Linked DNA regions of Sus scrofa: regions 2 and 3 are each linked to region 1. Evidence: chromatin contacts called from public HiChIP or PLAC-seq data. All regions are on one chromosome and are shown on one strand. Each heading gives the region's core, a stretch centred on a gene start, on an enhancer-like site or on the middle of the called end of the contact. The rest is flanking DNA. Distances are from core to core; before and after follow the strand shown. Region 1 holds the start of ALDH4A1 (aldehyde dehydrogenase 4 family member A1). Region 2 holds the start of PQLC2 (PQ loop repeat containing 2). Region 3 holds the start of UBR4 (E3 ubiquitin-protein ligase UBR4).

What was found. HiChIP or PLAC-seq counts read pairs in DNA pulled down with a chosen protein or histone mark.
Region 2: a contact with region 1 is called in an H3K27ac HiChIP or PLAC-seq map of skeletal muscle, with 3 times the contacts expected there. The contact joins the promoter of PQLC2 here to the promoter of ALDH4A1 in region 1. A contact is called at or near these places in 2 of 5 promoter capture datasets (fetal liver and fetal skeletal muscle) and 2 of 2 datasets of contacts at active chromatin or transcription factors (alveolar macrophages and skeletal muscle).
Region 3: a contact with region 1 is called in an H3K27ac HiChIP or PLAC-seq map of alveolar macrophages. The contact joins the promoter of UBR4 here to the promoter of ALDH4A1 in region 1. A contact is called at or near these places in 2 of 2 datasets of contacts at active chromatin or transcription factors (alveolar macrophages and skeletal muscle).

The regions. Positions count from the first base shown.
Region 1 is chr6:77,402,007-77,406,169 of Sscrofa11.1, reverse strand. It overlaps ALDH4A1 (aldehyde dehydrogenase 4 family member A1), which reads left to right and starts at 2,155. Exons shown (of 16, transcript NM_001252213.1): 1 at 2,155-2,217. The coding sequence starts at 2,156.
Region 2 is chr6:77,759,931-77,764,093 of Sscrofa11.1, reverse strand. It overlaps PQLC2 (PQ loop repeat containing 2), which reads right to left and starts at 2,233. Exons shown (of 9, transcript NM_001243851.1): 1 at 2,186-2,233. AKR7A2 (aldo-keto reductase family 7 member A2) reads left to right here and starts at 2,485. Exons shown (of 7, transcript NM_001243822.1): 1 at 2,485-2,818. The coding sequence starts at 2,491.
Region 3 is chr6:77,705,807-77,709,969 of Sscrofa11.1, reverse strand. UBR4 (E3 ubiquitin-protein ligase UBR4) reads left to right here and starts at 1,979. Exons shown (of 108, transcript XM_021095464.1): 1 at 1,979-2,215. The coding sequence starts at 2,040. LOC110261106 (a long non-coding RNA gene) reads right to left here and starts at 1,844. Exons shown (of 2, transcript XR_002344931.1): 1 at 1,724-1,844.

The DNA of each region.
Region 1 (4,163 bases), core at 906-3,405:
AAAAGCAAAATAAATAAATAAGGGTTAAAGTGGCAATGAGGGAGGGACAAGACAGAGGGCCACATAAAAACTGTAAAACAGTAATTAGCCAATTAGTGATCAAATGCAGAAATGTCATATCACCTGTTATAGTTGCACCTCACAACGAAATCTTTGGAAGTAGTTAAAGCAGGAATTATCTTGCGCATCTTACCGAGGAGGACGAGTGAGCCACAGAGATCACAGACTGAATAACTGGCACAGGCTGGTTTGGAATTGAGGTCCTATTAATCACATTGACCCCATTTCTTAAACCTCCTCACAGTGTCCTTGAAAGGCCACCTCCCAGGCCCTGGATTTGACACCATCCAATGTTCTAGTTTCTTCTTGCTAATGCCTGAATTCAGGGAGACATTGGCCTGTGTGATCTGGGCTCCATGACTAGGGTTTTCTTTAAGGGTGAAGAAAAACGGCCACCACCAATCCCGATTTACTTTTACCATTGCTAAGACTTGCACTTGTTGTATAGTTGGTTCTATGAATCTGCAAGTTTCGCATCCTCAGATAGGGAGGGCTGACTGTACTGTGCCCTTTTCTGTAAGTGACTCCAGCAAAGCTGGATTTCCTGGAACCAGTCTCCCACGGACACTGAGGGACGATTGTTCTTTCTTTTTCCCCTTCCCCACTCTAAGTTCCCCAAAGTGCCTGAAAGAGTGTGACTTTCTGAAGAAAGAGGAGTAGCATGAAATAATGAGGGCATCCTAAGGTGGATATTATTACCCCCATTTTATAGACATGGAAACAGGCTCAGTAAGGTTATGTCTTTTGCCAATGACAGGGATAAACTACCATGAGCTTTGGAACTCTAATGACTCCTCAGCGGGTTCTGGGTACACTCTGCTGGAAAACATTTAAACAGATACATTAGAAGAATGCATTAGAAAAACCATAACAGCACTTTAGGAATAGAATGCGCCCTTAAGATTCTGTCCTCAGGAAGACTTCAGAATCCCAGTATTAAATAACGTTCATCACGGAAGTTCCCGTTGTGGCTCAGCGGTAAGGAGCCCGACCAGTATCCATGAGGATGCAGATTGGATCCCTGGCCTCGCTCAGTGGGTTAAGGATCCAGCGTTGCTGTGAGCAGTGGTGCAGGTCGTAGGTGCAGCTCCGATCCCACGTTGCTGTGGCTGTGGGGTAGTAGGCCGGCAGCTGCAGCTCTGATTAGACCCCTAGCCAGGGAACTTCCACATGCCGCGAGTGTAGCCATAAAAAAGACCTAAGTGAATAAATAAATAACGTTCATCAGGCAAACAACTTCTCCAAGAGAAAAATTGAAATTGTGCTCTAGGTTGCAAAAATAAAGGCTTTGAAGGACAGCCTGAGCATAGGATGGCTCGGGTTTTATCTTCTTTTGATCGTAATCTGCAACGAAGCAGGCCGATTTATCTAAGCTTTAGGCCACAGGAAGCTTTTTGGGTGGCCCCGCTACAGGCCCGGAGATGGAGAGAGAGGGCGGCTGGGTGCCAGCCAGGAAGCCAGAACTAGGGACAGCAGGCTCATTCCAGGGGCTGCAGCCTCTGAGTAGAGGCAGGGGGCTGGCTGCAGAGTGGCCTTGCAGGGTCAAGAGTCTATCGTCCACAAATCAAGGGCAGCTAGAGTGGTGGGGCCGGGACTCAAGCAGCACCTGACCCACAGACCCGCGGTCCTTCCGCTCCGCCTCACACGTGCTCCACTCCCGCTTTTTCATTGGCTGTTTCAGCCCCTCTATCCCGGCCTAAGAAGGCTGCAACATGACCACACCTCTGATTGGTCCAGGAGCTCCCATGTGTCACTCTGATTGGTCGGTGGAGCTCACTCCCTCTGGCCCTCGGCCCTTTTGGAGGCCGGCTGGGTCAAACCATAAAGAGGGGAGGGGGAAATATGAACATTTCAAGGATTCTCTTTTGAGTTATTTTGTTCTTTGTCATATAATACTCTTTATAATGCCATGAAAAGAGAATTATTTTGTTAGTAGAAGGTAAATATAGAGATATTTCTGTAGAGCTCTACTTTGAGGACGGCCGGAGTGATAGGTTCTCCCCTATGTTCGAGGTGGTGCGCTCCGGGCGGGGCCGCGCCTTCTCTCAGCTCCGGGGGCGAACGGTCCAGCGAGCAGCCGCGCCTTGAGCTCGAGATGCTGCTGTCGCTGCCCGCGCTCCGCCGTGCCCTGTTGGCTCGCCCCTGGAGGGCGGCCGGGTGAGTGAGCACCGGGCCTGGGGAAAACCCTAGCGGCACCTAATGGCCGAGGGTCCCGGGGTGGGGGTGGGGGGTGGGGTCGCTGGGCGCCTCCCGGTGCGGGACTCCCTCCTTGCCAGACCCTTGCCGGTTTTCCCAGGGGCTCTCCTCCGGCGGGTGACACTTCCTCAGGTGCCGTCCGACCGCTGCCTAGGCCTTCCTCCCACTGCGATCTCCCCGTCTCCCAAAGGCGGTCGCCTTCCTTCATCGAGGGGCATCCCCTTCCTGAGTCTTGCAGCGTGTTGGTGTAGCTCGGTGCTCTTGTGGCTCCCTCGCTTAGAGTTTAGCCTCCAGTCACTCTTCTTTCTCCTGGTATTGGGTCTTCGAAATTTGCACACGGCCGGAGTTTTGTGGCTTCCTCTGAGGGCACCTCTATTTTTAGCACACCCCGCTTCTTAGCTCCGCACCCTCTGTCTTACATTCAGGACCCATCCTCGGGCTTCTTTGGGTCCTTTCTCCGTCTACGAGCATTTCTATTTCTCGCTTTTCTTTTTCTCCTTTTTTTCAAGTCAAGTGTTGGGGAGAAAGAAAAGGAGACCTTTTGGATTTTTTTCCTGATAGGTGGAACAATAATACTTACGGGGTGTGTATAGAATGCCAAACCTGTGCTAGGTCCTTGGGGCATGTGCCTTACTGTGATGGTGAATAAATGCGTTAGTACATGTAAAGTGCAGTGAACAGTACCTGGCACCTAGGCAGTGCCCAGTTACTATTAACCACGATCATTATTATCACTCATGTTTAACCTTCTCCTGGGTAGCTGTTATTCCAAATTACAGATGAAGAAACCCGGGTGTAGTTTCAGAGTGGAGCTGCCCTACAAATCCAGGTTTGCAAATCCCCACGCTGTGGAGTTGGGTTCCTGGACCCTTGCCCACTCAGTGATACCTGTTCTCAGAGCCCCTTTCTGCCCTTGGTCTTGAGGAGGGTATGGGTAGAGCACAGATCCTGCCCCAGAGAGGCCCATAGACTGGTGAGGCTGCATGCACCCTTTTGGACCCGAGTTTCTGCTGGTCTCTGTTTCAGAGCTGGGCAGCTCCTGCCCCCAGTTTGCGTTTTGTTTGCCCGACCCCTAGGACTGTGGCCAGCCCTGTCTCTCCTGCTGGCTCAGCCATGCCCGTTCGGAGTTAATCAGTGTCCCAAGGGATAGTGCTGTGGTGCCCTGGGCATGGATGAGTTTCAGCAGGGCAGCGTATTCTCTGGGAGTGGGGAGAGGTGGAAGACAGGGTAGAGAAGGGGACATGGAAGAGAAGGGCCCTTCCAAACCAAGACCAGGGGCCACGCTCACCAACGTGATCCCATTTGTTGGCCTCTCCCTGGACTCTGAGACTACCCATCTCAGACCCTAGATGAAAGCTGCCTAGATTCACGTGTTTACTGATTACCCACGTGTGCAAGTGCTGTGCTAGACATTGCAGGGAGGGGTACCCAGGGGATTTGCTTGTGGATGGGGGCCCTCTAAGAGTTTTCAGTTTAATGGGGAAGAGAGCCTTAGGCAAAACAAACAAACAAACAAACAAAACACTCAAAAAATCCTCTAATATCTGGTAGAAAGAAATCCATATTCTGGAAAAAACAAAAAAACACCCCAAAACTCTGGAGTTTCTGTCATGGCTCAGTGGAAATGAATCTGACCAGCATCCATGAGGATGCAGGTTCAATTCCTGGCCTCGCTCAGTGGGTTAAGGATCTGGAGTTGCTGGGGCTGTGGTGCAGGACAGCAGCTACAGCTCCAATTTGACTCCTAGCCTGGGGACCTCCATATGCTGTGGATGTGGCCCTAAAAAGACAAAAAACAAAAACAAAAAACCAAAACCACCTCATAACAGCAATTGTTACCAAGCAATCAAGTACTATAGGCTTGGCACTAGGCTGATAAGCACTGTATTCTTACCATTTTATAGATG
Region 2 (4,163 bases), core at 984-3,483, 360 kb before region 1:
TACACACCCAGTGAGGAAGGTGGCATCTTGAAGGACGTACCTCGGCTCACAGTGTTCGGGGCACTGAATGGGAGGTCCCCTGTCCACACATAGGGCCCATGTGCAGCTAGAGGCTCAGAATACTCTGAGACACACCTGAGCCCTGGACAGAAGGTGCTTTCCTCTGAGGGTGGCTGCGCCTAGGGCTCATCACCCGTAGGTTCTGACCCAACTAGGAATCCAGGCCTGGCTTCCAAGAACAAGCCCGCTCCTGGTCCAACAGTACTGAGTGAATGGATGTCCAGGCTTGCAACAAAGGTAGACCAGGTCGGTAGGTCTGACAAGGACCACAGCTGGGGTGTCTCAGAATCTGGGAGGGGACATGTTTGAATTCAGGATCAATGTGTCCGGACTGCGGATCAGGGACCTTGGGTTTAAGGAGCTCTTCCAGCAGATGCTGGCGTACATGGCGGCCCTTTAAGCAAAGCATCTTGGAGTTCCTGTCATGGCTCAGCGGTTAACAAACCTAACTAGAATTCATGAGGATGCGGGTTTGATCCCTGGCCTCACTCCATAGGTTAAGGATCTGGCATTGCCGTGGAGCTGTGGTGTAGGTCGCAGATGCAGCTTGGCTCCCAAGTTGCTGTGGCTCTGGTGTAGGCCGGCAGCTGCAGCTCTGATTCCACCCCTAGCCTGGGAACCTCCATGTGCTGTGTGTGTGGCCTTAAAAAGACAAAAAAAAAAAAAAAAAAAAAAAAAAAAAAAGACAAAAAAAAGAAAGAAAGAAAGGAAAAAAAAAAAAAAAGGAAGAAAAGGCATCTCCTGTCATAGCCAAGCTCCTCTTCCAGATTCCAAGCTGAGTCCAACAGATACTCCCTACCAAAGCTGCTTGAGTAGCCATCTTTACCTACCAGGTAAGTCCAAATTCCTTGAGACTGAGCCCAAGGGTACTCCCAGAACTGCCCTCCCCACCTCGTCTCCTGCCTCCTCCCTCCAGATCTTCAGACAGTCATTCCCAGACCTCCAGACTTCTGTTCCAGCTGCCTCTTCCCCCAGGCATGTCCTCTCCCCCTGGAGGGCATGGTAAAAAGATATTAAGACCCATTTCTAAATTGCCCTCTTGGACGGGGCCTTACAGGAGCTGTCACCTTACAGCTCCTGTCACCTCTTCCCCTACCCTCGTTCCCACACCTGAAGAATGATCTTCACATTCCTCAGCCACCGCTGCTCACTCCTCTCCGTTCCATAAGCTTCTTCTTAGGGCCTAGACTCATCAGCTAGGCAGGAAAGGCTCAGAAACAGAGAGGGAGAGAGGGAGGGAGGGAGACAAGAAGGACCACTGTGAGCATGGATGGCCTAGGGTTAAGAAGAAAGCACTCTGGAACTGGCCTGCCGGATGCCTACTCCTAGAACTCCTGAGCTGGTGACTGAGCCACAGACTCTCAATCCGTAAAAAGGGGGCAATGAGGCAGGTTAACCGCAGAGTTTAGATAATCCAGGCCGAGCGATGAGAAGGGTGCCTGAGCACAGGTCAAGCACTCAGTGGGATAACCTGGGATGGCTTTTATTCTGTTCTGGCCGGAGCTCTTCCTCCCCCTCCCCCCCGCCCCCTGGCAAACCGCAGGCTTCAATAAACACTGAATAGATAAGAATGCACCCGTCCGCACACTTCCAAACGGTGGACTCGCCACGCACACGTTTGGAGACCTATCCTAGGCGTGGAGTGGGAGGGGACAATCGTCCCGGTTTGGAGCTACCACCCACTCCAGCCCTCCAGGTGCTCGGTCACAACACCCTCCTAGTGACTCAGCCCAGCACGGGCCACCTGTTTGGCGGGGATAATGACAGGGCAGCCGCTGTGGTCAGCGCTCATTTGCCGCGAGGCCCCCTCCTCCGGCATGCCCTGGGGAAAACAAAGCCATCAGGAGCGAAGGGGCCCGTCGGCCGGGATTAGGAAGTGAAAAGGGAACCCATACCCCACCCCTGGCCAGGTCGGTCCCAGAGGTTATGCTGGTCGCCCCTGAGAGGGGGACCTGGGCCGCCCAGGGCCTCCCAATCTCGCCCAGAGCCTCGCTCCAGAATCTTGCGCCCCAAAGGGGGAACGGGGACCCCAGAACCGTCCAGGGGCCGGAAGAGGGTGTTAGAAAGATGTGGCAGGGAAGGCCCGGAGTTCTGACCCACGGCCCCAGCCTCAAATTCGGCTTACCGCGTCTAGATCCTCCCCGCCGCCCGGCTCCTGGGTTCTGCCTCTCCTGCCTGGGTCGGCTGACCAGAAGCGCCGCCCCGCGCCGGCCCCCGCCTCCCTCCTCCCGCCTCCCCGCCTGGGAGCTGAGCGGCTCCGCCTCTGGAGCCGCGCACTTTGTGGACGGTCCCTGGAGGAGTGGCGCGCTAGCCGAGCGTGCGTGGGGGGGCGCAGCGGCGCTTGTCCTTGCTCCCTTAAGGCTCCCGGGGCTCCTCCCCCGCCGTGGGTAGGCGGGGCTCGAGGCACCCCAGCGCGCAGGCGCCGATCTCATGCTGAACGCCGTGTCTCGAGCCGTGGCTCGTGCTGCCGTCCGCAGCTCGCGTCGCCCCAGACAATCCGAGGCTCGCCCCGCCGCTAGCGCAGCCGTCATGTCCCGGCCCCTGCGGGCCACCTCGGGCTCCCCAGCCCGACCCGCCACAGTTCTGGGCACCATGGAGATGGGGCGCCGCATGGACGCGCCCGCCAGCGCCGCGGCCGTGCGTGCCTTCCTGCAGCGCGGCTACACTGAGCTGGACACTGCCTTCATGTACAGCGACGGCCAGTCCGAGAGCATCCTGGGCGGCCTGGGGCTCGGGCTGGGCGGCGGCGACTGCAGAGGTAACTCCTGGCGCCTGCGCCCCCACCCCTGGTCCTCCCCACTGAACCCTGCAATTCAGACCCTGCAACAGCAGGACGCTAACCCAACCCCAGTAAGCTCACGGGCCGTGGTCAGGACCGGCAGTTTTCGTCCCCGCTTCCGGGGCGCCGACCTCCCTTGGCCACCCAACAGCTCTGTGACACCCCCCCCCACCCACCGCTCCGCAAGCCCCCTGCACATCCAGGCTTGGATAGCTGAGCAGCGCTTTGTCCTGACCACCTTCCCCTTCTCTTCACCTTCCCCTGGAGGCTGCACCTCTGTAACCCCCAGGTGTGTTACCCTCAACCTGATCAAGTTCTTCGCTTCCTACCCGCGCTGCTTTCTTTGTGCACCTTTCTGCCGCCCTCGTCTCCAGAACTATTCCATACTCACCTCCAGCCCTGCCAGGTGCCTATAACCTGTGTCTAAGCGCTCTTCTTAGCCTCTCCTGCCCTTCTTTCCCCGCCTAGGCGCTCCCCGAGCAACTTTTCTTCTCCCAGTCTTTGATCTGTTCCTAGACTTTGCTCGGTTCAGTTGACAGTTCTCCTTGGCCCTCTCAGGGAGAGCTGCAGTCCTGCCCTAGGCTGGATTGGGGGAGCAGGGATGTCGGGGTAAAACGTAGGGAGTGGGGAGGGAGTGGGTAACCACTCCTATAGCCCTGTGCCAGGCTTCTTAGGGGCCTGCAGGAGGGAATGTGACTAAGCCACCCTCAAGGAGCTCAGAGGATAGTAGGGAACATTGAAGCAAATGATTGTCGGGGAGCCCAGAAGAGGAAGCAATTTTAGGGGGAAGAGGGTGGATGGGGACAGGAAGAGGCACTTGGGAAGACTCAGAGGATGCTGGAGCTGGGCTTAAAGGACCAACAGTAGTTTGCAGAGATGAGAGAAAAGGGCATGAGAGGCTGAGGGCAGAGCTGTGCAAAGACTGGGCTTGGAAATGCAAAGTGCCTGCTGTGTGGAAGGACAGCCAGGAGGCAAGTGTGGCTTGAGTGGAGAGTTGTGTGTGGAGGAACAGTCCTTTATTAGCCTAATGCCATTGGAAATGCCTCACTATTGCTGTTACACACCCTGCCTCCTCTTTTCCAACCTGAGGCTCTTCTTTTCCAGCCCTTGTTGGGGCCCCTCTGAGTCCTCCTTTGATTCAGGGCTTGGGGGAGATGGAGAATGTGCATCTCGGACCCACACTTTCTAGTTCGCCTAGCTGCTTCTAGTTGCTAACGAAGATTTTGTTTCTGAATTGGTTTTTGTCCTCCAGCCCTTCCCTGCTTCCTGCTCTGAGGCCACCGAATCAAAGTCCTCAGGTCAGGACCGAGGCAAAGTTCACACC
Region 3 (4,163 bases), core at 730-3,229, 300 kb before region 1:
CGATTCATTGTGCCACAATAGGAACTCCCAGAAATTATAAGTTTTAACAAAGAATTAAAAAATATAATAAAGAACAACTAAACAGAATAGAAGAATACAATAACTGAAGTAAAATATACATTAAAAGAATCAAGTCCCACTTATTTAGCAGACTAAATGAGGCAGAAGAATAGAGCAGTGAGCTGGAAGTCAGAGTAGTAATCACTGCCGACCAACAGAAAAAAAAACAATGAAAAGAAAAGGGTACAAGTTTTTTTCCCCCCAGCATGTGGAAACTCTCAGCTCACGGACTGAACCCACACCACAGCAGCGACCCAAGCTACAGCAGTGACGGCAGATCTTAGCCTGTTAAGCCACCAGGGACCTGTGAAAAGAAGACAGTTCTGAGAGACCTTTGGGATAACACCAAGTGCACCAATATTCACATCATTGGGGTCCCAAAAGAAGAGAGATACAGCCTGAGAAAGTAACTGAGGAGATAATATGTGAAAACTTCCCGAATCTGGGAAAAGAAACAGTCACCCAAGTCCAGGAAGTGCAAGGAGTGCCACACATGATTAACCCACAGAGGAACACACAAAGACACAGCGTAATTAAATGACAAAATTAGGGAGTTCTTTGGTGGCACAGTGGGTTAAGGATCTGGTGTTGCGATGTTGCCACTGGTGTGGCTTGGGTTGCTGCTTCCAGGGCTGGCCAGGGAACTTCTGCATGCCTTGGGCAAGGCCAAAAAAAAAAAAAAGACAAAAATTAAAGATAAGGAGTTCCCATCTGGCGCAGTGGAAATGAATCCGACTAGGAACCATGAGGTTTCAGGTTTGATCCCTGATGTCACTCAGTGGGTTAAGGGTCTGGCGTTGCCATGAGTTGTGGTGTAGGTTGCAGACACGGCTTGGATCCCGCATCACTGTGGCTCTGGCGTAGGCCAGCGGCTACAGCTCCGATTAGACTCCTAGCCTGGGAACCTCCATATGCCCTGGGTGCGGCCCTAAAAAGACAAAAAAAAAACAAACAAAAAACAAAAGAACAAAAGATAAAGAGAGACTATGAAAAGCAACAAATAACACAGGGGAACTCCCATAAGGCTATCAGCTGATTTTTCAGCATAAACTGCTGGCCAGAATGGAGTGCACTTAAAGGGATATATATACTCGAGGTTAGGAAGCAGAAAAATCTACAACCAAGAATACTCTACCCAGCAAGGCTCTCATTCAGATTTGAAGGAGAAATCAAAAGCTTTACAGGCAATTGGAAGCTCAAGAATTCAGCACCACCAAACCAGCTTTACAACAAATGCTAAGGAATTTTTCTAGACATCAAAGAAGAAAATTACGAAATGAAAAAGTTTATATTTTTCTTTGCTAGCAGAAAACTAGGGGACATGAAATCTTAACGTGGCAAATCACAAAAAGCGATGCAGATGCGAGCTGGTAACAGTAGTAAAGAAGGTAATCAAACAAAAAGGATTTCAGCGTTTAGAAAGTAAGGACTATTGACAATGACAGCGAAAGATGGTGTGGGAAGGACAAAGCTTGGCAAACTGTGAAGCGCTATAATTTAACTATGGGGGGGCACCAGGGAGGAGAAGAAGCGGGTGAGAGTAATTAGGCTTTGACCTCCTCTTTTTGTCCTAAGCTGTCTTGAGCCGGAGCCATTATATTTGTCGATGCAGGTCTACCTCGCCGCCTCAGTCTAGGCAACCGAAACCAAGCCTCAAACTCACCTTCGCCGGACGCCCCACAGCGATAAAGTTCCCACAGTCAAGAACAACTTCCAGTGCGCAAGCGCGGAGCTTAACGTGCCAGAGCGCAGCCGAAGCGCTACTTCCTGCGCAGGCGCAGCCCCTCGGCCCCGCCCCCACACCACGCCACGCTCCCACTGCAGGAGCGGAGGCCGGCCGTCCTCCCGGGTTGCGTATTTAGGCTGGCGACTGCGTCGCGCAGTCTGACGCGCCGATTGCGTCACTTCCGCCCCCTCCCGGGAGGCGGTGCTGGGCCGGTGGCAAGCCCCGGGAGGGAGCCGCAGTAGTACGACGGAAGATGGCGACGAGCGGCGGCGAAGAGGCGGCGGCTGCGGCCCCGGCGCCCGGGGCTCCTACAGCGGGGGCAGACACGACCCCGGGCTGGGAGGTGGCGGTGCGGCCCCTGCTGTCCGCGTCCTATTCCGCCTTTGAGATGAAGGAGTTGCCGCAGCTGGTGGCCTCAGTCATCGAGAGGTACCGGGCGGCGGCCCCGGCGGGTCGGGCGACGGGAGGGGGAGGGGAGGTTGTGCCAGAGGGTTTGGACCCGCTTCCTGGCTGTCTCCTGCCGCTCTGGGACCTCTGTCCAGCCACAGCTTTGGGGTTCCCAGGTCCTGAGAGACTGAGGCTTGTCCGGCCAACCCCGGTAAATCCTGTGCCTCAATTTCCCTCCTGAGCAAAACTTTTGAAGACGCCCTTTCGGGAGGGTGTGGCCGATTGGTTTGGGAGTACTTTTGAGCTGCATTGCTCTCTTAGGGGAATGTCTCCCGGACCGCCCCCTCCGTTAAGGTCAAAGCACAGATGAGTTTGCATTTCTTGCTCGCACTCATCCCTCTAGCCTGGGCCTCAGCGGAACCTAGGGTTTAAATTGGAGACCTAGCACATGATTTAATAACGGTCTCCGTGGTGCTATAATCGCTGGGGGCACGTGCTATTTCTGTGACTGATATGTGACTGAAACCACTAGTTACCATCGATGACTTTCTTTTCAGATTGCACGAATAGTATATTGTACTGTAACGGTTTTTTGATAAAAACATTTAAGTGTGTTAGCCTGAGAGGTCATTTTCCCATTGAAACAGTGTACTCGCGCTGTCTCTCAATAAAATATTTTCAGGCTCTTACCAACGGGACTGTTTATTGGTTTGCTGTTACACGGTTTTGTCTTTTTGAGATTCTTAGATTTTGAGAGTTGTGTTTATACAAGGCAGTAGTACCTGGCTTTTGTTGTCTTACCTTACTCAGAGCACTCTTTCATTAGTTTAATGGTAGATGTACCTTTAAAGCAAGTCTCACTTTCATTTTTCTAGTTAAGAGTAACTTGACTTCAGCAAATCTCTGCAATTGCTAACCCTGTCATTTATAGCTTCATGTCAACAAGAGTGTATCTACATGTTGTCCAGAAGGTTAGAAATTGCTATTTATTGCTCAAGGGAGGTTCATGCGTTGGCACATTGTCTAGTATGGTGTTTATTGTTAGGTTTCTGATGCTTTGGATACAGTTTAAAAAATAAATTATAATGAAATAATGGCTTAGTTTGATAATTTCACAGTTAACTTTACAGATGGATTTCCCTAACAGATTATTAAGCCAAGAATGTTCTGAAGATGTAAACAAATAACCAAAGATACTGCTTTCAAATTAGGTAGTCTTTATAACTGTTTCAACATTTGGATTAGTGGTATTTTTCTTGAATTATTCTCATCATGCTACTTTTAATGGACAGTGTTCCACTCTTTAGAACATTTGCTTTTATGTTTTTATGGACATGAGCAGAGTAAGTTATAAAGTTATTTGTTGACACCCTTCCATACATCCAGTATTCTGGGCTCATGCTTTTTAAACTGTAATAGTTAAGCAATTCCCTTCAATCTGTAGAAGGAGCCAAAACCAAATACATCAAAGGTACATTTGAATTTTGCCAAATAAGTGATAGTGGCACCCTGTATAGCTGAGATAATCAAGGGTTGCCTGTGTTTGTAGACACTAGTAAAACCACTTTTCATGGTTTAGAAAAGAATTCCAAACTGATGGCTATTTAGTAATGCACATTTTTAGTGGGTGCAAGATCCTTAAAGTCTCTGTTCTGGTATTTGTAGCTCAGTCAACTTTGGAAGCTCCTTCTGTGTCCTCTTCAGGCTCTCTGAGAGCAATAGGACTTTAAGGTTGCACTTAATTGTCTGAGAGGTCATTTTCCCACAGAAACTATATTCTGTCTCTCTCCCTCCCTCCCCCTTCCCCCTTCCCCTCCCTCTCCCTTCCTTTCTCCCTCCCTCAATAAAAATATTTTCAGACTCTTGCAGACTGGATTGTTTGTTGGTTTGCTGTTACATGGTTCTGTAATTTCCAGAAGTCAAATACTGGCTTACAGGTTCTTTACAGTTAAAGCAACTAAACATATCAAGTATTCAGTTTGGTATAGAC